Regions from separate parts of the Mus musculus genome. Here all the other regions are linked to region 2. Evidence: chromatin contacts called from public HiChIP or PLAC-seq data. All regions are on one chromosome and are shown on one strand. The core of a region is the stretch at or near the end of the contact, and the rest is flanking DNA. Distances in the headings are between cores, read along the strand shown. Region 1 overlaps Sufu (SUFU negative regulator of hedgehog signaling). Region 2 overlaps Cnnm2 (cyclin M2). Region 3 has its middle 24 kb from the start of Trim8.

Region 1 (4,180 bases), core at 845-3,344, 410 kb before region 2:
GGTCAATGAGACCCTGATCTCATAGCAGCTGTCCATGCTCAGCACCTACAAGGGCTAATACTGGAAGTGGAGTGGCTGGGCCAGGGTCAGTAACCTTGGGGCACATGAGTTCACTGAAGGCACTCTGACTCTTTGGTTCTTTTCAAGCAGGAGAGAGTTGACAAAGGCATTGAGACAGACGGTTCTAACCTGAGCGGCGTCAGTGCCAAGTGTGCCTGGGATGACCTCAGCCGGCCTCCGGAGGATGAAGAGGATAGCCGGAGCATCTGCCTCGGCACACAGCCTCGGAGGCTGTCTGGCAAAGGTTGAGACCTTCCCTTGCCTTGCTCCCTTCCTTCCAGGTTCCCCAGGACAAGTCTCTAACTAAATAGCAGCCCACTCTGATTATTTTCTGACAAATGAATTTTTCCAATGTGGGTGAACTATATATGAGCATTATTGGCCTGTTTGTAGCTATTTCCTGTGTGCATTTCAAACACACTAGTATACTCTGTGTGTACACTCTGCCCCTTGGAATCTGACCTCATGTATGTGAGTATGAACCATGGAATAGTTAACAGAAAATGTACACAGTCCACCCAAAGACACTACAGCGTATGTTCACCACCACAGAACTGACACAGACCCCAGCTCTGGCCTGAAGGCCATGCCAAGCCTGAGAACCTCTCTCCTTGAACCTTCCTGGGCTTTTAATGAGAGGGAGCGAGTGTGAAGCCCGACACTGGCCTCCTCTGCAGTCCCAGAGTCTGTGGCAAGTTAGCTCCCTCTGCCTCTGCCTTCTGGGTAAGCTCTCGGAGGAGGAGGAGGATGTGGCGTCCTGTTGGATGCTCCCATGCTGCTCTTGGCTCCAGAAGGACTTGTGGGGTTTTTTTTGTTTTGTTTAGTTTTGTTTTGCTAAGGCTGTCCCTGGCTAATGCCAAAGGAAAAGTGGCCATTTATATACATGTATGTTTAAGGCTTTCTGTCTCCTTCCTTTCTCAGTTCTTCTTTTTCATTTATCAAAGAATAAAATGCCTTTGGCCTTGAATAAAATACCTGACTTGGTTTACTTTGGAGACAGGGTCTCATGTAGCCTAGGCTGACCTCTAACTTTCTGTGAAGCTAAGGATGACCTTGAATTCCTGAGCTGCCTCCTCCTCCTCCTCCGCAACTTCAACTTCTAGTGCAAACATCTGAGCCCTTTTCTTTTCCTGTGTCAGGGGCTCACGTCCAGTTGCTTCTGACAGAGGAATGCCGTAGAGAGGCTGGCAGTCATGTCTATAGCTGCAGTCATCGCTGCTCTTTTACTTCTTGTTTACCTCGCAGACAGGCTCTCTTGCTCTCTGCAGCGTAAGCTGGCTTCTCATTTCCTGCCTCACACGCTCATGTGCTGGGATTACACACATGTACCACCATGCCCAGCATTGTTTGTTTTTTAATTATTGTAAAATGATTCACTGTACAGTACCAAGTCACACCGCAAAGTTGCTGGTCGTGCCTTCTCCACTAGTACTGCCGGCCCATCCATCTCTCCTTTTCTCCTTTCTTCCTTTATTGTGTGTAGCCCACCCAAGCTGATCTCAAGCTTGTTGAACTCGTATTTCAGCCGCCACTGCTGAGTGAGTGCTGGGCCTGCTGACGTGTGACCATGCCCTGCCTCTCACCAGTGCTGCCACCACTGTTCTAGGCTCTCTCAGGCTGGGAGCCCAGAGGGCCTTCCGGCAACTTTGTGATTTCATTGCAGACACAGAGCAGATCCGGGAGACCCTGAGGCGGGGACTGGAGATTAACAGCAAACCTGTCCTTCCACCAATCAATTCTCAGCGACAGAACGGCCTCACCCACGACAGGGCTCCGTAAGTGTCTGTGTTCTGGGGCTAGGACAAAAGGACGGTGTTTTTCTCGAGGGGCCATCCCTGAGGATTGCATGAGGGGAAGAGTGTACATGGTTCTTGTTGAATGGACCCCGAGTCTGTAGGTTTAAAGGCAGCCCTGATCCAGGCAGGGCACACGGATCTGTGGACTGTAGCAAAGGACCTCAAAGGGGACTCTGCAGACCATGAGTACAAACAGCAGTAAATATTTACATGGGCTGTGTGAACAGAAGAGAGTCCAGGTTGGGACAGAAATCTGACTGAGGGCCTGTGAGCCTTGTGGGAGCCCATTGTGCTAAGCCAGTCCCCTCCTTATCTCACTCTGGGTCAGAGTTGCCCTTCCTTCCTTCCTGGAGCCTGGGCTCTGGCTGATAGCTACAACCCCAGGGACCTCCTTGTCTGGCTAGCCCTGAGTTGCATGCCTGCTGCTGAGGCCCTTCTTCCTGCCTGCCTTTCCTGGGGCCCAGAGAGGGGAAGGCAAGTCCTTTGCAGGCCTCTGCTGCCTGTCTAAGGGTCCTGTAGTCCTTAGGAGAAACCAGCCAACCCCGGAGGTCAGACCTGTCCTCCTCCCACCTCCTCCTTTGTTAGAAGGGAAGTGGTGGGCTGGGAACTCCCTTCTTGCACAGTATAATGGCCTAGGGTGCTGGCCACTCAGAGCTGGGACCTCGCCTGCCTGGGTGGAAATTGCTCGGGCTAGGGTGGAAAAGGAGTTGGACTAATCCTACAAGACTAGGGTGATCCACCTACCCTCTACGAAGTCTGTGTGGCAACCTCAAGCCCTGGGGCCATTTGGGATGCACAGGGCCTTCCTTTGGGGGAAACAATAAACCAGTCATGGTATGTGCAATCTGACTGCATATACAGTTTGTTGAAAAATGACCATGGGTTTGGAATCAGGCTGCGGTTGCTGATTCATGATCCTGGAAAGATCAGTGATGCAGCGCACGATGGCAAACACAGTATGTGGAATAGGCAGCATGTGTGGAGAGAGAGGACCCGGACTGTGTGGCGAGGCCTGCAGCTAGCGTGGGAAGCTGCTACAGGGACTTGGGAGCAGAGGCCTGGCTGGTCAGCATTGAGGATGCGCCCTGGGAGCTGCTTAGGGTACCCACAGGGTTACTCTGGGCTTGCTTCCGGCCACTGTTGTTTGCCTGGTGTACCTGCCATCCAGAGGCAGGAAAACCTGAGCTCTCTAACAGCGTGGGGAGGCCTCCAGTGCTACCCAGCGCCTTTAGCTGCAGCCAATGACTTTCTTAAGTTGCTTGGATTTTGCTCTGGCAGTAGCAGATAGCCAAGCTGTGTCATGGGGCATCTGGAAGCTTTCCACCTGCAGCCTGGACCCTGACCCAGAGCTGTGCTCCTCCCTAGGCCCCAAGTATGAATTCTTATACCGACTTCCTTGGCACTGGTGGTAGGCCAGTAATGGGCTTGTAGCCTCCAGTAGTTCTCATGGAATGTGGAGCCAGTCACCTTCCAAATGGCCCTCCCACCTCTCAAAGAAGGCCAGGGCTTCTGACAGAGAGCTTTCGGGGAGCCCCTTGTTGGCCTTCTTTGACCTGAGACATGCCTGATATCTCATTCTCTGTCTTGTTTATGTGTCTGACTATTGTGTCCCTAGACACTGCATGGGGCACAGGCTGGACTCTCAGTTCCTGTAGACACCACAACTGGGCAGTAAGGAAGTGGTGGGCTGGGCACTTGGCAGAAGACTGTCCCCTTTGTCCCCACTCTTTGCTCTGCATTGGCTGGTATAAAGACATGAGTGAGAATAGGTCTGGAGTCATCTGCTCTCCCTGCAGCTCAAGGTCCCCAAGGAGCTGAAATCTGACATCCGGAGGGGTGACAATGTCTCCCTCTGAGGTTCTTGGTCCTGTTTGCCAACTTAACAAGCAGCTGAGCAGTGGTTTCTCCTCCTCACTCCCCGGCTAGGACCACCCCAGCGTGCTCTCAGAGCTCCCAGAGTCTCGCTCTCTGTTGTCTCCAACTCAACAACGGTCAGCTCAGTTGAGATTAGCAAGCACCATTGTAATATCTGTGCTGCCCACCCTGGGACCTGACCTCGTTTCAGACACACCATAAAGATGGTGACAGAGAAAGCCAGTCCCAAATGTGCTGGCACCGCTGTTTGCCCTTCTCCCCCTGGGAAGCTGCCGTCACAGCATGGGCCCTATTTGGTCTGCCTGGCCAGTTTTCCTTTCGTCAGGACTTTGGGCTAGGCAGTCTGATGCATAGGTCTTTGTGGGTCTGGATCTGACCTAAGGTCTCAGAGATGGATTGGTTTAGAACAGCTGATCTGGCTGAGCATCAGCCGCTGGGTCCTGGCCTAC
Region 2 (4,765 bases), core at 1,219-3,718:
AATATGCTAATGTATTTTAATAAATGAGATAATAAAATCCTGATAAATCACAATGAAATCTGTATTGGCTCTATGTGTTTTTGAGAAACCTGTATCTACTCGTAGAGCTACGGCAGGGGAATAGCTGAGTGGTAATGTGCCTGCCTCACCTGCGTTCCTGCCAGAAACTAGGGGACAAGCTGAGCACATGGCAGCCATGTGTAATCCCAGCACTGGGGTGGGCACACAGGTAGGGTCCTGGGCTCCTTGGCCAAAGAACTAAGGCTAATCTGTGAGCCCCAGGCCGGTGAGAGACCTCATCTAGAAATAAGGAGGGACGTAGTTTAGAGAACGCCACCACCTAAGGTTGTCCTCCAGCAAGCCCACAGCTGCATGCACAACTGCACATCCATCTTCATGTGCCATGGTGAGCATGGAGAGGTCAGAGGTCAGCCTTGGGCGTCTGTTCTCTTCTAGCACGTTGGTTCCAGGACCCAACCATAGTCCTCGGGTGTTGTGGCAGGTGCTTCACCTGCTGTGCCCCCACGGCACACAGTGTGATGGGAGTGTTTTTCCACCAGCATACCAGGAACAATTAGATGATAATTTTAAATTACATAACCAGTATGATAAAATGAAGAGTTAGAGATAGTCAAACACAGAATGCTCTTTGGGGAGGGTCAGTTTTGCTTTTCTGAGGCAGGCAGCGTATCTTGTATTGTCAGGCTGACCTCATACTTGGCTATGCAAGTAAGGACAACCTTGTTGAACTCCTGATCCCCCTCCTGCCTTTAGAATATAGACTGGGTGACTTAACTGTGTCCCAGTGCACCGCGTAGTAAATAGAAAAAAAGATAAGTTTCAGAAGCCTACCTAGGTAGATGATAATGAAATCAGGAGTGAAATACGACATGGTGGTAGCTGGGGGCACACCCCATTGGGAGAGTGCTTGCCTTCCTGATTAAAGCCATGGGTTTGATCCTGAGCACGGCTTAAATGAGTATGGGAGGTGTTCACTCATAGTCTGCACCCTGAGGAAATCAAGGTGACGTCAGAAGTTCCAGGTCACCCTCAGCTGCAGATTGAATTCAAGGCCAACCTGAATAGTGTGAGAGCCTGCCTGTTTTTGTTTTTGTTTTTTAATTTGTATTCATTATCCCCCTCCTGGTCTGCCTTCTGACAGTTTCTCGTCCCATTCCTTCTCTCCCACTCTGCACTCCCCATCTCCAAGAGGATGTCCACCCCCAACCCCCCACTCCCTGGGGCTTCCAAGTCTCTCAAGGGTTAGGTGTGTCTTCTCTCACTTATATGCACCGTAACTGTAACTGCTAGACACAGTTTTTCTTACCAAAAGGCAAGCTGGACCAGATCACTGTCATTTCTATAGTGGCTGTGTGTCTGTGTGTGGGGAGGTCTTATCCATCCTCCGGGAAGTAACATATCTAAATATCCAAATAAGCCACTGCTCTCCCCAGCACAGGGCAGACTGTGAGCAGTCTCCAGCACAGTAAACAGAAAGCCTGGGCCCCGCCTCTGCCAGGCGTTTAGTGGACAGGAACTTCCCCTGGCATTACTCTTGCTCTTGTCACATACAGATTAATAAATACCCCTTTCTTCTTCCTCCTCCTCTTCAGCTGTCCCATCATATTTCTCAAAGCTTCTGATACAGATTTAAAAGACATGTTTGCTCTAAAGTGGGTTTCACTCCCTTCTCAGATTAGTGTTTATTTGTAACCTCTCAGGTCTTTGGCTGCGTTTAAACGACTCTCACTGTTCTTTGGGTGCACGCTGCCACTGTTTGACCTGCAGTGGACGTGTCTGAGCTGTCTCTGGGACTGCCATGCGCTCTCTTTTCTGTGCTCTCCTGCTCAGGGTTTCTCCAACCTCGACGTGCACGGGAATTGCCCATGATCTTGTCGAATGCTCCCAGTTGGTGCAGAATCGAGCTTAGCCACTGGGATTTGAGTCTTGCCTCTTAGTACACGAGTATGGTTGTAAACAACCAGATGGATATGTATGAATTAATATTTTTGCCCACCATTTTTTAAAATATCCATTTCTGAGGTGAGCTTGCAGAATCCTAGGCTCCCATGTACAGCCACCAGATACAAAGCCATGACTAGATAGCTTGTAAGTGCCGCAGCCACACGAGGAGCAGACGGGCAGCTCTGAGTGGCATGGGCAGGAGACACCCCACATTGTCCTCTTGGCACCCACTTCCCTGGCTTCTTTCCCATTTTCCCTTTCCTTTCCCTCTTTTCATCTGTCACAAGATCGCAGACAGTCCAGGCTGGCCTTGAGCGTTGCCTCCTATGCACTGGCTTTACAGGCACGCACCTAGCTTTATGCAGACCACGCTTTGTATATGCCGGGCAAGCACCCGACCAATGGAGCCACATCTGCAGCCGGCTCTCTCCTCTCTGAAAGCGAGCCCCAGTGGTGGTTTTGTGACTGCAACGAGCACAGGAAGCACCCAGCCCAAGAGTGGACCGGCCACAGTAACCACAAGGTTATCTACTGCATGGGTTATTGGGCCATACTGACTCAGATAGCGTCATATCTGACTAGGATCCGGAGGAAGCGGAGATTCTGTGACTGACTTCTTACGTAGGAAGCCATCCTTGCTCCAGAATTACATGTCCTTCCAGAGCCTCTTTAAGACTGTTATTAAGAATTATTTTTAGACAGGACCTTGCTATATAGCCTGGCTTTGAACTTGTGATTTTCCTATCTCTGCCTCCTGAGTTGGGATAATAGTGACATGCCAGCATATCCAGATAGGCCTCCTTCTCACCCTATCCATTTACAAATCACCCTAGCTCCTCTGAGAAAGGCTGAAGCCCCTCATGTCCTGTTCTGTTTTTTTTTTTTAATTTATAGAGTAAGCTTATGAATATTTCAAAAGTGAAGTCAGTAACGTAGAGCCTTTCCTATAAGGAAACGCTGTGTGGGGGCAGCCACTTGATTCTAAGCCATTTCCCAGTAGGGATGGCCCTAAGCTCAGCCCGGTGAGGTTATTTGAAACTACTGACACTTATATAAACAGATGTTCCTGTTGTCCCCAGAACCTGCCTGTCAGAAAAGCTTCCCTCTGTGGAGGGGCGGGGCGCAGCAGCTTTAAACTCGAGCAAATGGAGAACTAGCCAGTGCTGGGCCTGGGGGGGGGGGAGGGGCCTTTTTTCATTTTTTAATTTATTTTATTTTTCATTAGATATTTTCTTTATTTACATTTCAAATGTTAGCCCCTTTCCTAGTTTCCCCTCCGAAAATTCTCTCTCCTCTCTCCCTGGGGAGGGTCCTTTAATCTGAGGTTTTAGTACTTTTTTTTTTAGATTTGTCTTTTTATTTTTGTGTATGAGTGTTTTGCCTGCATGTTTTTTTGTGCACTGTGTGTGTGCCTGGTGCCCTTGAAGGCCAGAAGAGGGGCTCAGATACCCTGGGACTGGAGTTATGGATGGTTGTAAGCTGCCTTGTAGGTGCTGGGAACTAAACTTGGGTCCTCTGCAAGATCAACAAGTGCTCCAAACTGGTGAACTGACTGGACTGCCCAGCCCCATGCTGGGATTTTATTTCTCATGTGTTAGCTTCTGTGTGTGTGCTTGTCTGCGGAGGATTTCACTGTGTGTGCTGTTTTAATCATGTTCACTCCCCCTCAGCCTCCTCCAGAGTCCTGCCTCCCTCTTGCTTCCTGCCTTCCTTTTGAATCTGCTCTAACTTTGAAAGTGGCCACTGAGCCTGAGTGCTGCTGTTTCAACTCTGTCAGTGGTGGGAGGGAAGGGAGAGAGGGGTGGAGCTTTCCATGGTCAGTTCCAGGGCATGTTTTGAGACTATTTTTTTCTACATCGGAGGGCCCGTTAAAAATATGTGGTCTTCTCTGCAGTGATGGCAACAGTAGATAATGAAATGAAAACCTGGTGGCTCTTATCTACTGCCAGTTCAGGGAACCCACCATGGGAGCTGCAGCCCAGCATCCGCAGTGCACTGATAGTTGAGACTCCTTGGCATCCGAGAGGGGAGTGGGTAGCTGTTCCTACCCTGCCTGGTGTCTGCCCTGAAGGACTTAAGGGATGGCTGTCATCTCGGGGGTGGGTATGGAATCTCTCTAGCCATCTTTCATTAGTCAGCAGACCAGGCCCCTGTGCCTTTGTGGGAGTCTTTGAGACCAAAAATCAGTTTCCAGATCTGTAACCCTTGTTCACAAACAGCCAGAAAATGAGACTCCAAATCTCACATCCTCCTGAAATTACCTAAAGAGCTTCTTGCCCTCCTACCTCATAGGGATAAACCCAGAGTGCCTGGGCATGGTTGGTGGGAGCAGTCTTTAGGAGTCTGTGTTTCTGTGGTTACTGGGTGAGGCTCCCAGCACAGTAGAGAGTCCTGTCAGGTTATCGGCCTGCCTCCTTCCTGAGAGGCCGCCCCGGGCTTCTTTCCACAGTCTGGCTCTGACTGCTTGGACTGGTTGATCACAAAGTAGGAGCTCACACCCACTTGCAGAGACCTGGAACACACAGGCTGTGTGGTCTGCAAAAGCAATAGGACGCACTGGACACAGAAGTCATCGTGACACAGAGGTCACTGTGACGCTCTGGCTCTGCACAGTTCGGTAGAGAAGCGGGCAGCAGCCATCTCTAGAAGTGGTATGCATTGGTGCTGTGCACGCCAAGGCTCTTCAGGACGAGAATATCATGGCACCTATACTACTGAGCACTTCCACCCTTTCCTTCTGTAAATGCTATCTTTGTTCCTGCTGCCACTTGCCTCTCTTTCCCTTCTTAAGGGCTCACCC
Region 3 (4,185 bases), core at 203-2,702, 340 kb before region 2:
GGGGAGAGATAAGGAATACAAGCCACTGTGGATATGGGGGCTTAGAAAGGACCAGGGTCAAGGGTGGGAGCCTAGTTCAGGCTTCTCTTCCTGGTTTGTCAACCCTGTGCCCAGAGTCAGCAGAAAAATCTCAGCTCTAGGGAGGAGGCAGCACAGAACCCCAGGCTGCTGAGGGAGCAGGGCAGGCAGCAAGATGCCATTGTGTGCCTGCAATCAAGAGGCTTCAGAGGAAATCAAAAGCGCCAACTGGATGTGTGCGCACTGTCTTACACTCGCTCTCAAATACACTCACACATTTGAGTGCGTACAAACGCGCGCGCACACACACACACACACACACACACACACGCACTTCTGCCTCTAAATGGGTCAAGTGGAGGCTGTGGTGTGGGTTAGCCAGGGAAGGCTAGGACGTGGGGTGGGGGTGGGAAGAGCAGCCTGGGCCCTGGTACCCGCTCACTCTCCTGGCACAGGAGATGGCGGCAGCTGCAGAGTGGAGTGGGATGTGAGGATAAATATACACCTCCCATGCATATGGATAATGCCCACAGCTGCCCTGCCTGCGCAGTGTTCATTAGGACCAACTGTTTCAGGAGCAGTTCAGGCAGGCGGGAGGGTGCATGCCCATTCACGGGCTCAGGGCAGGGGGGCTGCCTGCAGCTGTGCAGGCCCCGCCTCCTGCCTGGATCAGCATATCCCAGCCGCGGAATGAATCCTGCTCCCTCCCACTCTCTCTCTGCCCAACTCACTGCCCTGCTAGTTCTTGCAGGTCTTAGGGTGGAGAGAGGCCGAGAGCGAGTCAGGATGAAATCTATCTCGGGGGCTCGGTGTATTGAGGGGAAGAGTCGGGCTGGATTAAGTCAGTCTTCTGGCTTCAGGATGGGCTACTGGTGGCAACCAAAGATGATCCCCTCTTTTCCAAAAAGCCATCTGTGGCAGGGAAACTGCTTTAGCTCTGTCATCTGGGAGCTTAAGGGAAGTCCCAGCCCATCGGACTGGAAAGCCCCAGATCAGCCACGTTCTGTGTATGGGGGCTGATGTGGGGACTGTTGTTCTTCCCTGATTCTGACCTTTTGGTGCAAGTAAGACAGGGAGGGAGGCTGGTGGGCTCTGAAGAGTGTACGGAGATGGGATGGGGAAAGCAGGCGGGGAGGAGCTAGTGACACAGATAAGCCATTCCTAAGGATGAATGTGAAGTTTGTGCCCTACACATGGATACCTGACTGAAAGAAAAGGCCAGGATATGCTAGCCAGTGTGTGAAGTCTGTCCAATGTGGGTCCGAAGGAGGAAAATGGAGACAGATGACAGGCCTCTTTGGGCTCTAGTTTTCAAGACTGCTCAGCAGGCAGAAGCTGTGGGTGTGTGGAGGGGGCGTGTCTGTCCTGCAAGCCGCTCTTTTTCCTCCCCTCCCTTCGGGAAGTCAGAGTGGACGGTCAGGACTGCTGCTCCAATGACCTAGATCAAACTTGGCCAATCTCTGGTTCAGACTGGAAGCAACAGACTTAGCCCAGAACCCGCTCCCAGCTGAGCCCAGCTGCTTTCTTTTGTTTTTAAGGGTGGGGCTGGTTCCTGTTTGGCGCCCTGTGCTGGTGGCCTTGGGAGCAGCAGCTAGGGGAAGGTCCAAAGGCCGAGTGAGGTCATCCCTGGCCCACCTTACTGTGCCTTGGAGGCCTGTCCTCCAGGTGCTCCTAGCCACTGATGGTCCTGATGGAGAGCCAGGGCTTCCAAACGAGGAGCCAGCAGGAGCCCAAGCTGCATGCGGGCTCCGGCTCCTGGGTGCTCCACACTCACTCCTTGTTGGGAGCACGTTTCCTGGGTGCTCCACGCTCCTTGTTGGAAGCACGTGGCTGTGGTGACTACTTAGCAGAATCCACTCAGCCAATCACTAGAAGAGGCAACAGTTTGTTTGGTCCCCAGCCCCCCAGCTTCAGGTACCCCAGCCAAGACTTCTGCCCACTCCTGCACCCCATTTGCTCTCTAAAATTCTGTCATTAATATTTAATTTCTTTAGCAAGGGCTTTTTGTCCCTGGAACACCGCACTTCACACTAAGGAAGGAAATTGCTCTGTAGTTCTTTGTGAAGGGGATTCCTGTGTTCTTTCTTTCAAAACAACTTTTTTTATTTTTTAATTTTTTAAAAGATTGCTGTTGTTTTATTTTTCACATATTGGTGTTTTGCCTGTATCTATGTCGGTGCACTGTGTGCACCTGGGTGCTTTGCAAGAACAGCCAGTGCTCTTACACACCAAGCCAGCCCTCCAGCCTTCTTTCTGGGCTTCTAAGATCACAGCTTTGGAAGTCAAAAAGGAACTGGGTTAGTGCCAGCGTAGAGGCAGGAGGATCTCTGTAAGTCTGAGGCCACTCTGGTCTACATAGTGGGTTTGGGCCAGCCAGAATAACATAATGTGAGCCTGTCTTTTATCGATATTACGATGATGATGGTGGTGGTGATATTTTTTGTGTGTGTAGCTGTGTAAGTGTTTCAGAACTCTCTTTGTAGACTAGGCTAGCCTTGAAATTGGAGATCTGCCAGCCTCTCTCTGCCTCTGGAATGCTGGGATTAAAGGTATGCACCACCATGCCCAGTGAGCCGGCCTTGACTCCTCTGTCTCCTTCTTGTGAGATCTTGGACAAGTAACTCAGTATCTCCAGTTAATAGTGTCCTTGCCAAGGTTAAGTAAGATTAATAAATAAGTTGTTTCTGGGGCAAAAGGATACTGACTTAACTGTTTTTTTCTCAGCTGCCCCTGATGTGTGGAGGTCTGGTTGCTGGTTACAGACTGTATTTCCACAGGTCCATGCCTGTGACTGGTTCTCAGAGTGTGCACGCACGCACGCAGGCACGCACACACACACACACACACACACACACACACCTCTATCCACCAAGCGCTGGACCAGCAGATGCTCTGCAGGGAACAGAAGCCCTTTCCCTCCTCCCTGCCCTGCTGGTGGTGGCTGCAGCATCTCTGCATTCTGCAGTGTTGGAAAAAGAAATTACAGAACAGATTGCAATTGGGGGGGGGGTGAGGGGGGCACAGAGGGCCCTAAAAATGCAGCTTGACTGAGCACTAAACTGTGTTTTTGCCTGGAGCCAATCAGGAGTCTCTGATGAGAGCCTGTTCCCACTTACAAATCTAATTGCAGGAGGTGTGGTTGGGGTGGCCCTGGGATCCTCAGAGAGAGAGGGGGGTCTGCCAGCCCCTCCGGGAAGGCTGGCGGCAGGCAGGCAGACTGCTTGTATGTTGCTTTGAGAGTCACAGAGCCACACAGGGTTAGGAATGGAGGTGGAGGCAGACGCCTTGGGAGTCTGGGAAAGTGCCAGATTATTTTTGTTATAGCTGCAGAGATTTCACATACATTACACACCGAGCATAACTACTCTCGAATCCTCCTAGTTCTCTATTTTACACACAAGAGACTGAGGCATGAAGAAGTGTCTACTACTCGCTGAGTTGGTTCTTTCCATCTAACTTTGTGTGGGCTCTGGGGACTGAACTCAGGTTTCCAGGCATGGACTCTGAGCTCCTCTCCCTGTTGTCTACATAACCCAGGCTGCTCCTGAGCCCACCCACAAGAGAGAGATCTTCCTACTTCTGCCTCTCAGATATTGGGATTGAAGTCGTGTGCTACCATAGCTGGACATTTTGTGTTGGTTTTGAAATAATTTACTATGTTACCTAGGCTAGTCTTGAGCCTGTTAGTCCCTGGGCGCTGGGATTACGGGCACATGGCCCCTGAGTGCTGGGATTACTGGCCTGTGCCACTCTGCCTGGCTGAGGATGCAAGCCCACTGCTCTTCACAAGTCCTCTTTTAGTCCTTGGTAGGAACATCAGGTTTATCAAAAGAAAAAACCAAAACAGAATGGAAGTTCAATTTTAATTTCAGATAAATAATGTTTTCCTGAGTATTATAACAAAGTCCCAAATATTGTATGGAGTACAGCTGAAGTAAAAACTAGTCTTTATTTGAAATTCAAGATGAACTGAATGTCCGGTGACACATCGGACACCTTGTGCCTTTTCTCTCCTCTCGCCTCGCCTCTGGCTTCCCTCTCCTGCCGGTTGCTCACCCTCTGTTGTGGGTAAGGAGGGACCCTAGGAGTAGATGAAGGGGTGAGCAAGACCATAGCCCTCTAAGCCTGTCACCTTTCATGAGTGTCCCCATTAGACTTCTGAGTTTT

What was found. HiChIP or PLAC-seq counts read pairs in DNA pulled down with a chosen protein or histone mark.
Region 1: a contact with region 2 is called in an HNF4G HiChIP or PLAC-seq map of pancreatic cancer cells. The contact joins two enhancer-like sites. A contact is called at or near these places in 1 of 484 Hi-C or Micro-C datasets (the Ba/F3 cell line), 1 of 115 datasets of contacts at active chromatin or transcription factors (pancreatic cancer cells) and 2 of 9 other capture datasets (embryonic stem cells and pancreatic islet).
Region 3: an HNF4G HiChIP or PLAC-seq map of pancreatic cancer cells shows a contact between it and region 2. The contact joins two enhancer-like sites. A contact is called at or near these places in 1 of 484 Hi-C or Micro-C datasets (granulocyte-monocyte progenitors) and 2 of 115 datasets of contacts at active chromatin or transcription factors (microglia and pancreatic cancer cells).

Annotation. Positions count from the first base shown.
Region 1 is chr19:46,453,012-46,457,191 of GRCm38.p6, forward strand. Sufu (SUFU negative regulator of hedgehog signaling) reads left to right here. Exons shown (of 12, transcript NM_001025391.2): 7 at 151-304; 8 at 1,724-1,835. Among named protein-coding and RNA genes, the nearest start is that of Trim8, 47 kb to the right of the region's middle. Within about 2 kb of position 2,095, at least 154 of the 459 cell types and tissues checked have an H3K27ac peak or open chromatin away from gene starts, as enhancers often do. A contact at or near this core is called in the Ba/F3 cell line and pancreatic cancer cells, where this site is marked.
Region 2 is chr19:46,861,248-46,866,012 of GRCm38.p6, forward strand. All of the region lies in intron 4 of Cnnm2 (cyclin M2), which reads left to right. Among named protein-coding and RNA genes, the nearest start is that of Nt5c2, 99 kb to the right of the region's middle. Within about 2 kb of position 2,469, at least 93 of the 459 cell types and tissues checked have an H3K27ac peak or open chromatin away from gene starts, as enhancers often do. A contact at or near this core is called in the Ba/F3 cell line and pancreatic cancer cells, where this site is marked.
Region 3 is chr19:46,523,334-46,527,518 of GRCm38.p6, forward strand. No RefSeq gene overlaps it. Among named protein-coding and RNA genes, the nearest start is that of Trim8, 24 kb to the left of the region's middle. Within about 2 kb of position 1,453, at least 254 of the 459 cell types and tissues checked have an H3K27ac peak or open chromatin away from gene starts, as enhancers often do. A contact at or near this core is called in pancreatic cancer cells, where this site is marked.